2 separate regions of the Bicyclus anynana genome follow, and region 2 is linked to region 1. A link is a contact called in public Hi-C data. All regions are on one chromosome and are shown on one strand. The core of a region is the stretch at or near the end of the contact, and the rest is flanking DNA. Distances in the headings are between cores, read along the strand shown. Region 1 holds the start of LOC112051403 (ecdysone-induced protein 74EF). Region 2 overlaps LOC112051403 (ecdysone-induced protein 74EF).

Region 1 (5,078 bases), core at 756-3,255:
ATTTTAAGAAATTAAATATCACGTGTCTCAAACGGTGAAGGAAAACATCGTGAGGAAACCTACACATCAGAAAAATTTTCTTAATTCTCTGCGTGTGTAAAGTCTGCTAATCCGCATTGGGCCAGCGTGGTGGACTATTGGCCTAACCCCTCTCATTCTGAGAGGAGACTCGAGCTCAGCAGTGAGCCGTATATGGGTTGATAACGACGAGAAAATATACTTTTATAAATAAAGTACATAATTTTGAAGGAAGACATGATAACGGAATTTTTTCCGAAGTCAGTACAGATATAGCCTGAAGGGACTAAACCTCGAAAACAGAACATTGCCAAAGTTAAAGTATGTAAGATGAGGAACATGCCCAACACAAAAAAAGACATTTTTTTAAATGTACCTAGGAACTTAAGAAATTTTATATTCTCTTAACAAATTAGGAACAGTTATGAAAAATATCTTAAAAAATTAATTGCGGTTGGTTAGTCTCTCTTAAACTCAAAATGATCTCTATCTAATTGATTTAAGTCCATTTTGAGTCATTTATTTTTTGTAATAACAAATATTTTGGCAGCAATCGGCTCTGCTTTCATAAGCACAGAGACTGTAAAGTGGTAAATTAGTTGCAATCAATTGGTCCATTTATATTTTCTTGTTGACTCTTCGCAGTAATACCTACCTATCTTATATAAGCCCGTGGTCAGACAGATTTGACTATTCTAACTAGTTTTTATCGAAGCCTATTTCAAATTAATTAATTTGAATTGATTGCCTTTTGATTTTTTAGACATGATATACTTAGGTACTTGTAATTAAAAAAAATACAAGTACCTAAGTAAATGTATACGTTAAGTTGTTGTGTGTAAGTTTATCCTTTTTTTCTCCACATAATTATGAAAATTTCGAGAAATTATGAGAATTTTTAGCCATTTTAATTTTAATTTTGAAAATAAAAATAAACATTTATTTATCAAATATAATTAAATGCGTTTAATTTATTAAGCTAATTACACCTATCTTAAATACATGAAGGACTTGAAGGCTTTGAGAACCTAATTTGTAGGAAACACTTTCCTTTTGCAATTAAATTAATTGTCACTGCAATGTTAATTTTGTAATTTATATATTATAGGTATATTATATTACTACACAGTTATTCAATATTATATAATATAACTAGTAGATATATAAGTATAATATGATGTAAAAAAAATATGTTAACCTTGAAAGTTTAAATCCTGGATCAGAATACAAGATCACTGCAAAATGCTGAATCATAAAACGACTATATCTAAGAGTGGGTGACCTATAGATATATATATAATCTTAACTTAACTTAACTTAAATAGTATGTAATTTTATATATTTATACCTAGTAAAAGTTCGTATCGCAGTATCGTAACAATTTCCTTATCCATTTACCTATATTATTAAAAAAATCGTATATTAATAATGTAGGTAAGTACCCTTTATAAATATATTTGCTAATTAAGAATTGTGCGTTATTAAATCATACACGTATAAAGAAATATACCGAAATAGCACTTATATTTTTTCCATTATTATTTAAAATATAGAAATGTAATTAATTTCAAATTTACGATGTTTTTAATATATATCGCATTATAAGTACAGTTCACATCATATACTCACACTATATACTTAATATATATATACGTACTTGCACAGGTAGGTGTACTGTATATCAACAGCGTATCGCAGTTTCAGCTTGTAAACATAACCTGCAACGCGACGCAATCCACAATCCGAATCGCAAAAAGAAAATCAAAAACACTCACCACATCCAATGTGAAAATGCAATCCAATTGTTACATATAAAAAAAAAATCCGTCCACATGCACAGAATTGTAAAAAAATATATAACCATAAAACAGAATCCAGGAGAAAAATAATCCGTTTTTGTCCACAGCACTCAAGTCACTGTCATAAACTCGCGGCGAGCGAACGCACGTCCACTCGACTCGTCGGTCCTCGAGTCACTGAACCGGGCGGCGCGCGGCGCCCAGGCGGCCCAGCCTGAACGAACTTCGGAACTTATCATACCATGAAATTAATGAATCGGGTCAACTGGGAGCTGAATCAGTGCCGTTTTGTGTCCTTGTGCCTGCGTGTGGGGTCGAAGGTCTCGGAGGCTTTGGCCTGACCGGTGGCGAGCTTTGACTTAGAGTAAGCATCAAGAAGATGAACTTTAAGTAAAGCACCTCAATGATCCATTGAACGGCTTCAGATGACTTGGTACTAGGTTTGAGGTTTGAATCCTTAGTCGGATTAATAAATTATCAGGTTCTCTTCCGGTAACTATATCTAATGTCCGTTAGTGACCAGTATGGAGTCAAACAATATCATCCTAAGCCCGCCAACAGTTGATGCAGCATGGTGGGTTTAAGCTCCAAATCTTCCTTTAGGAAAAAGAGGTGAAAAGCGATGCAAATTGTCGTGAAGAAAACATGATTTTCTTGTTAGAAGTAACTAACAACTACAAACGAGCTTTTTCCGAAAGAGCTTTACGTTCAATTACATATGACTAGTTACCAATTTGTTCTTTACAAGGACAAAGTTAAGTCAGATTTTGTAGTGATTCTACTTCCTTTGTACTTTCTGTAGGTACTCTCTCCTCAATAGCTTCGCAATAAAAACTAATTTTATTTTTCTGTTTTTGTGTGTCCTAGAATAGTGATCGAAAGCTCCACAATACGGGCAAATATGAAAAATAAATGGGACCAATCTGGAAGTATATTCAAACAAAAAAAGAATTTTCAAAATTGGTTAAGAAATGACGAAGTTATGGTAACAAACATTAAAAAAATGCTCCTTTTTTTTGTCGGTTAAAAATGGAGTAGAGATGGATATTAGACCCACTTACACGTTACCTACTCTGATTCTTGTTAGCAGACTTAGGGTGATAATATTTGACCCAGCAACAGTGGCGTAGCCTGCCTTGGAGGGGCCCTGTAAAATTAGTTGGGCGGCCCAAATGAAGGGTAAAGATTTCCCACAAAAGAAACAAAAATTTTCGTTTAATATAAGTATGACAGTGACTTAACGTACGTTTCCAACTTTTAGGCTCACGCTTAACCAGGGGAAAAGATTGTGGATTACCTGCATTTTACTAATTTAGCATTCACGCGTAAGGGGCCCCTGTAGTCCGGAGGCCCCGTATCATTGATACGGCTCATATGGCGGGAGCTACGCCCCTGCCCAGCAATCGTCACTATTAAACGTTAATGCCAACTATCATGATTCAGGATCGACCGCATAAGGTTTTCCACTAGAATCAGGAGTTTTACGATTTCCCAACATTGCTAAAAATTTCTTGAAATCCTACTAATATTACAAACGCGAAAGTTTGTATGGATGTTTGTTACTGTTTAACGCCGCAACTACTGAACCGATTTGGCTGATATTTGTAATGGAAATAAATTTTACTCTGGATTAACACATATTACTGTGGATTACTTTCCCTGAAAAATCCATGGTTCCTGAGGGATTTGTGAAAAACTAAATTTCACGCGGACGAAGTCGCGGGCGTGCGCTAGTAAGAAATATTTCATAGCACGACCAAGAAGTAGAATCCAAATTTTTAAGACCTATAGGCAGTGGGCTAATGAGACAGTGGCAACAAAATAAAATTTAACGCAATAATTAATTGTTCGATTGTTTGATGGGTTAACTCATGGGATGTTTAATGGTAAAGTTTGACAACATTTTGAAAACAATGAACCTGTGTTGCACAACATTGTATTGAGCGGTGAAATCCATTTTGCTTTCAAGTCGCTGCGTCGTGCTCGTGTTCAATTAAAGATAAATAAAAGCGAATTTCGCACCAATTATAATGTGTAATGGAGACTGTACATCGCACTGTGAAACGCGGAGTCATCGATAAGTCTCAACCTTCAAGCTACATTTAAAAACCTGCTCAGAGGAAATTATGAGCTTGCACTATAAAAAGACACGTAACATTCTTGACAGTAATTATTTATTATGAATTCACAGGTTAAATCTTGAAACCATCTCTATTTCAGTAAATAGACGAACGTAAGATATCTTTTTGTCCTATAAATTATTTAGTTTACGCGTAACTTTTAAAAAATCTGAACTCAAAAAGCCCCGATCGTCCCTTCGTAAATGAGAAACTACTAAGTTTCTTACTTACTATTTAATTTTATTAAAAATACCGTATCGACAGAAGAGGCACTATAAAATTTACTCCAAAAGTTCTTCTTCATTCACAATTGAAAGTTGAGTGGGGAGAACTGTGTTCATCACTTAACAATTAAACATGTTGGTAATGTACTAAATAAATTACATACGAGTAACAGAGTCAATTCATGTAAAAACAGGCAGCACTTACCTTTAACTAAGTTTTTAATTTTAGCTAATATCTAAAGGCTTTCTACGCACGTCTGGAGTAAACTCTACATAACGAGGACAGCCCAGCGCGTTTTACGTATGCCGACTTCTGGTGATAAGCGTCGAGCGTGCTATGTTTAAAGTTGACAATGTCGATAAAACTGTGTATCAGAAAGCACTCTACGCCAGTGTACAGAAGACTCTACAATAGCGTAGCGAGAACAGCCAACTACAGCCGCAGCGAGCCCAGCGGCACCGACTACTGTGAGTCAAACGCGTGAGCTTATAGATAGAGATGGTAGATTAGGTACAAATGGAGAGACAACAAAATTATGGAGGATGAATGACCCCCCCCCCTGAACACGGCTTAATGAGACAGGAAAGATAGCGCTGTTTCTACGCCAGGGTATAGTAGACTTTACAACGGTGTAGCGAGGGCAGCCGAGTGTGGTCGCAGATTGCCGAGCCGCACCGACTTCTGCCGAGGTGCTTTAAACACGTGAGTCTACAGATAGAATTGGTAAATTAGATAGGAATTGAGAGACAGCAAAAGGATGGAGAATGAATGAAGAACGCGGCTTATGGAGAGAGGAGAGACAGCGATGTTTCTACGCCAGTGTAAAGTAGACTCTACAACAGCGTAGCGAGGGCAACCGAGTGCGGCCGCAGATAGCCGAGCCGCAGCGACTTCTGCCGAGGTGCTTCAAACACGT
Region 2 (4,863 bases), core at 1,931-4,430, 84 kb before region 1:
TAAAAACGAATTAATTATTTTTTGAGGTGTAATTATTATACTAGCAGTTTTAATCAAATATGTTTTTTTGTATTTTTATGCGTAACTATAACGTTGGAATTTGGTATGAAAAATATTTTAGTAATTTTTTGACGAGCATCGTAAAGATCAGTTAGTAACCGAGATGAGTTGGATGTTGGGGCGGGATCTTTGACCGATCGAATCAATGGACGCGTTTGGCGCTACGGAGTATGGACATGCAATTTTGTATGGTTGACACAGTTCGATATCAATAACCCACAGTAACCTAGCTTGGGTAATAAAACGTAATTGTTATATTGTATCAACAAATGGGTTTTTATTGTTATATTCATATGAGTAAGATTAATAGGGTTATACATATTTATGTAAAACAATCGGACGCTCGCCCTCTACAAGTCCAGGCTTCAATCCTTATGAGGGCATATGAAGCTTAGACCCACCACGCTGCTACAGTGCGAGTTGGCGCTTTTAAGTTGATAAATTAAATTCCTTAATCTGATAGTGACCGGGAACGACGACTTAACTTGCTCTTTGAGGCACGGAGTGTGACACCACCAGCTTCCAGCTCCAAGCTGAAAATGTCTAGGAAGATAAAAAAGCTCAGTATTACAGCCCGACCCAGGATTCGAACCCAGGACCTCGTGATTCCAAGTCTCAGTCAGTGGTTTAATTTTCAAAAATTTTTAGTGCTGTGTAAACCCTAAAGCTAATGCAAAATGTGTTAGTCTGACAAGTTCGTTGATGACACTCCCATGATATGCGGGCGACAGGGGGAAGGACTGCGCGGGTGTGAAATCGTGCGTGCGGGGAAGTGACGTGTATCAGTCGTGGTTTTTTCATTCATCGCTACACGCAGCCCAGGCCCGCGTGGACCTTTGCGAGTTGTCAAGCTATAGCCCGAGCAGTTTTGTTTAATACAGGCATTAAAACTGAACTTTGATCTGTTACAGGGCATATCTTGAATATCCACGGCTTATGTTATTGAAAACGATAAAATATATAAAGCTAAATTAAATCTAATCATCAAAACAAATCATCGGAAGCCTATTCATTCTGCCCCACTCCAGGGTATAGTCTATAGGCTTTTTCTATACTAATATTATAAAGAGGTAAAGTTTGTAAGTTTGTAAGTTTGTAAGTTTGTAACAATTTTTTGAAATTGGGTAATCTTCTGAACTACTGGACCGATTTTAAAAATTCTTTCACCAGTAGAATGCTACGTTATCGGGGAGTGCTATAGGCTATATTTTATATTTCTATCATATATAACTACTGAGATATCGCGGGTTTTCTCTTACAGGTCGAACCGAAAAACTTACTTATTCGCATGCGCTGCCTCAACCATTGCGTATAACTGAAATAAATGTATGGAGGCTTTTTGAACCTTTAAAAGTTCTACAAAAAAGTCCGCGACACCATATATCTATCTTTTATATTTTAGCAGATATAGTACCTTTAGTACTTTAATAAATTATTTAAATTTTAAATTAAGGTTTACGTCATTATTTACACAACTAAACTTAAATCCTTATCAAAATAAATTATTTAATAATCACAAGGATATTATAGAGATAAGATTTGCCCTTTACAGTATGTTAATTAGTTATATAGTTTCGGAGATAATACAAAATTTCTGAAAGTCGCAGAAATGCCGCTATATGACGCCCCGCGGTTTCAATTACGTGGTTCCCGTTCCCGTATAAATATGAGGAGCAAACATAGCCTATGACACTCGCAAATAATGTAGCTTTCTATTGGTAAAAGAATTTTCCAAATCGGTCCAGTAGATCCAGAGATTACCCCCGACAACCACACAAACTATACCTCTTTATAGTATTAGCATAGAAGTCGCTTGGGAAATTTTATTTCGGTCATTGCACCACGCACAAAAGGCTGGACCAATTTTGCTGAGGGTAGGGATAGGATAGAGGTAGGGAAGGGGTAGGATAGAGGTAGGGTAGGGGTAATTTAGGGAAAGTGTAGGGTAGGGTAGGGTAGGGTACGGATAAGGTAGGAGTAGTGTAGGGTAGGGGCAAGGTAGAGGTAGGGGAAGGATATGGAACGTATAGGGTAGGGGAGGAGTAGGATAGGGGTAGGGTAGGGTAGGGGTAGGGTACGGGTAGGGTAGGGTTAGGGTAGGGATAAGGTAGGTGTAGGGAAGGGTTAGGGTTAGCGGTAGGGTAGGAGTAAGGTAGGGGTAGGGGTAGATTAGGAGTAGGGTAGGATAGGGTATGGATAGGTTACGGGTAGGGTTAGGGTAGGGTAAGGTGGGGGAGGGAAGGGTTAGCGTTAGCGGTAGGGTAGGAGTAAGGTAGGGGTAGGGTAGGGTAGGGTAGGGTAAGGTAGGGTAGGGTTGGGTAGGTTTACGAGCAGGGTAAGGTAGAGGTAGAGAAGTTTACATCAATTTTTACGCGGACGAAGTCGCGGGCGTCCGCTAGTCTCCTTATAAAATAGGCTGTTAAAAATACAATTTACAAATCTGATCAGCCTTCCGATTACAAAGCCGAATCTTTTTATTCGAAATCGGCTAAAAATTGAGGGTTAATAAAAATAAATTTTTTTTAAAGACACCACAAGCCGTGAAAAGCAAACAGTTTGTTCGATTTCGCATAATTTATTTTTGAATCTACACTTCAAACACAAACGTGTGTTTTAAATCACTTTTGTTTTTAACACTTTTGTACATATTTAACTACGCACACGGTTTGTCAATCACGCAGTTGGACAGCGACTTGGATCGTGATGATATCATTGATTTGACGATATGAAGATTTTTTTTCGATTTACTGAATGCTATAGCTGTACATATGACCGTTTTTGGGGCGAATCCTCCTTTTATATAAAAAAACCTTACCTCAATTAATTAAAGTGGCTAAAATAATGATAAAGATCGTCTAATAGGTATACGTCGCAAATTTGTAATATAAAATCAGTTTCTACCTGAAGACGTAATTAAGTGTTTAGATGAAATGAACCATACTCCACCTAAAGTAGCGCGATATCATCTTAGACTGTAGCATCTTAAACTAACATTAAACAATATCGCAGCCAACCGTTATCTTGTCATTCGCTTAACCCTACTGTATGATTGTTGATCTGTATTGCTGCTTAATGGAGCAAAGGTTGACGTATTTTGCGCAAGTCATTGCTCTCCGCTTTCGGAGTAATGCAGAACGCACCTGTGAAAATACTAATAAAATATACAATGCGATACATGAGGCCTGTCTGTATGTATGTGTTCAACATCACGGCTGTGTTGACTTGCGACGTTTGACTTCTAAACATGATAGTGATTTAAATATATATATGTGTTTATATATTGTTGTTGTTGGTCGTTAATTTAGTTAAATATTTAGTTAATTTGAGATTAGTTTTAGATAATGTAAAAGGTTAATTTAAAAAAACATGATATTTCTTATAAACCTACGAGTTTATAATAACTATCAACTAACTATGTATTTACGAGTGCAAGTGTTGTATGTGGCGTAATTCCTAAATGGATGCAACGATTTAGATACGATAATTAGTTAATAAAAAGTTGGATAATAGAAGAATGTTATTATAAGAATTTTAAGAATTTTAGAGCCCCGCGTAGTTCCCGGTAAAAATAAGGTAATAAAGCCTTTATTACCTTATTTTTTATAATATACGGATTATAAAAAATAAGGTAACACTCGCAAATAACATGGCTTTCCATTGGTAAAAGAATTTTTAAAATCGTTTCAGTGGATTCAGAGATTACCCTTTACAAACTCACTTTTACTTCTTTATTTCATTAGTATAGAATAGATTCCTGGTTTGAAAACAAACACATGCATACATTCTGTGATTATTCAAGCATCCTATAAATAGTAGCTAGTAATGAATAACAAACAGATAAAATATAACATGGGTATTAATAATTGACTATATTTTTCTATATAATGGCAAACGCATAAATCTGTGCGAGTTTCTAACAAAGTATTAGAATGCAATGTTGCAGTAGGTAGTGAAGCTAACATAAAACACGCTCGCTTAGATACTGCCCGTGGCACTTAGTATGTAGCCGTATATTGCATTATCATAGGTCAGTTTTATACCTATACTAAGAATAGACATAGATACTTATATAAATATACGTATACAAGTAACATACAGTTCTAGTTCATTCATTCCAAAGGTATCGCTCTCTCATATCGTGTTTATTCTACACTTCAAATTCTGTACATTGAAGATATTTTGAAATTTCTTTGTTAGAGAGCATTATATAAAATCGACACTAAAGAAAAAAATATTTTTTTTGCCTGTCTGCCTGTCGTGACCCGACATCACACTGAAACTACTGAATGAATTTAATTGAAATTTGGCACGATTTGAGACGTGATACGTAGAAGGTTATAGGATAATCACGAAAATTAAATCAGAAGGGGGTGAAATAGGGGTAAAGGTTTACATCGATTTCACTTTCAAAAGTACAGAAATTGACAGTTTTCGAAAAAAAAAGAGTGAGATTTGATTCGTTAGTAAATTATTGATTGTGAAAGGATGTCGAAAATATAAAGTTGACTAATTAAAAAAGTGATTCCATCCTACGTTACTTTTATTATATCTACTAACAAGGAATCCCTTTTTTTTTATTTAGAAATCCCCATTCGGTATGGAACCAGATAAATTTTCGTGGACCCTTTCTTAGTGGGTACGAATTGTGAACCCCCATTATTTTGTCACACCAACGCAGACCCCAGTCGTGTCTCCCGTGGAACCCTGGGTGTTCATCTGGACTACTTTGGGAATTAATGGTCAATACTCTTAACCGTCTAAGAATAAAGCTTCATTTTCTATATGTTCGTAGACATGATGACG

What was found. Hi-C and Micro-C count contacts between places; a contact is called where the count stands out from the background.
Region 2: a Hi-C map of whole larva shows a contact between it and region 1, with 2.2 times the contacts expected there. The contact joins the enhancer-like site here to the promoter of LOC112051403 in region 1. A contact is called at or near these places in 2 of 2 Hi-C or Micro-C datasets (whole body and whole larva).

Annotation. Positions count from the first base shown.
Region 1 is chr4:18,512,354-18,517,431 of ilBicAnyn1.1, reverse strand. It overlaps LOC112051403 (ecdysone-induced protein 74EF), which reads right to left and starts at 2,005. Exons shown (of 10, transcript XM_052891429.1): 1 at 1,794-2,005.
Region 2 is chr4:18,597,343-18,602,205 of ilBicAnyn1.1, reverse strand. All of the region lies in intron 2 of LOC112051403 (ecdysone-induced protein 74EF), which reads right to left. The region is part of intron 1 of LOC112051405 (U7 snRNA-associated Sm-like protein LSm11); the gene reads left to right. Among protein-coding and RNA genes, the nearest start is that of LOC112051405, 15 kb to the left of the region's middle. Within about 2 kb of position 3,180, at least 1 of the 8 cell types and tissues checked has open chromatin away from gene starts, as enhancers often do.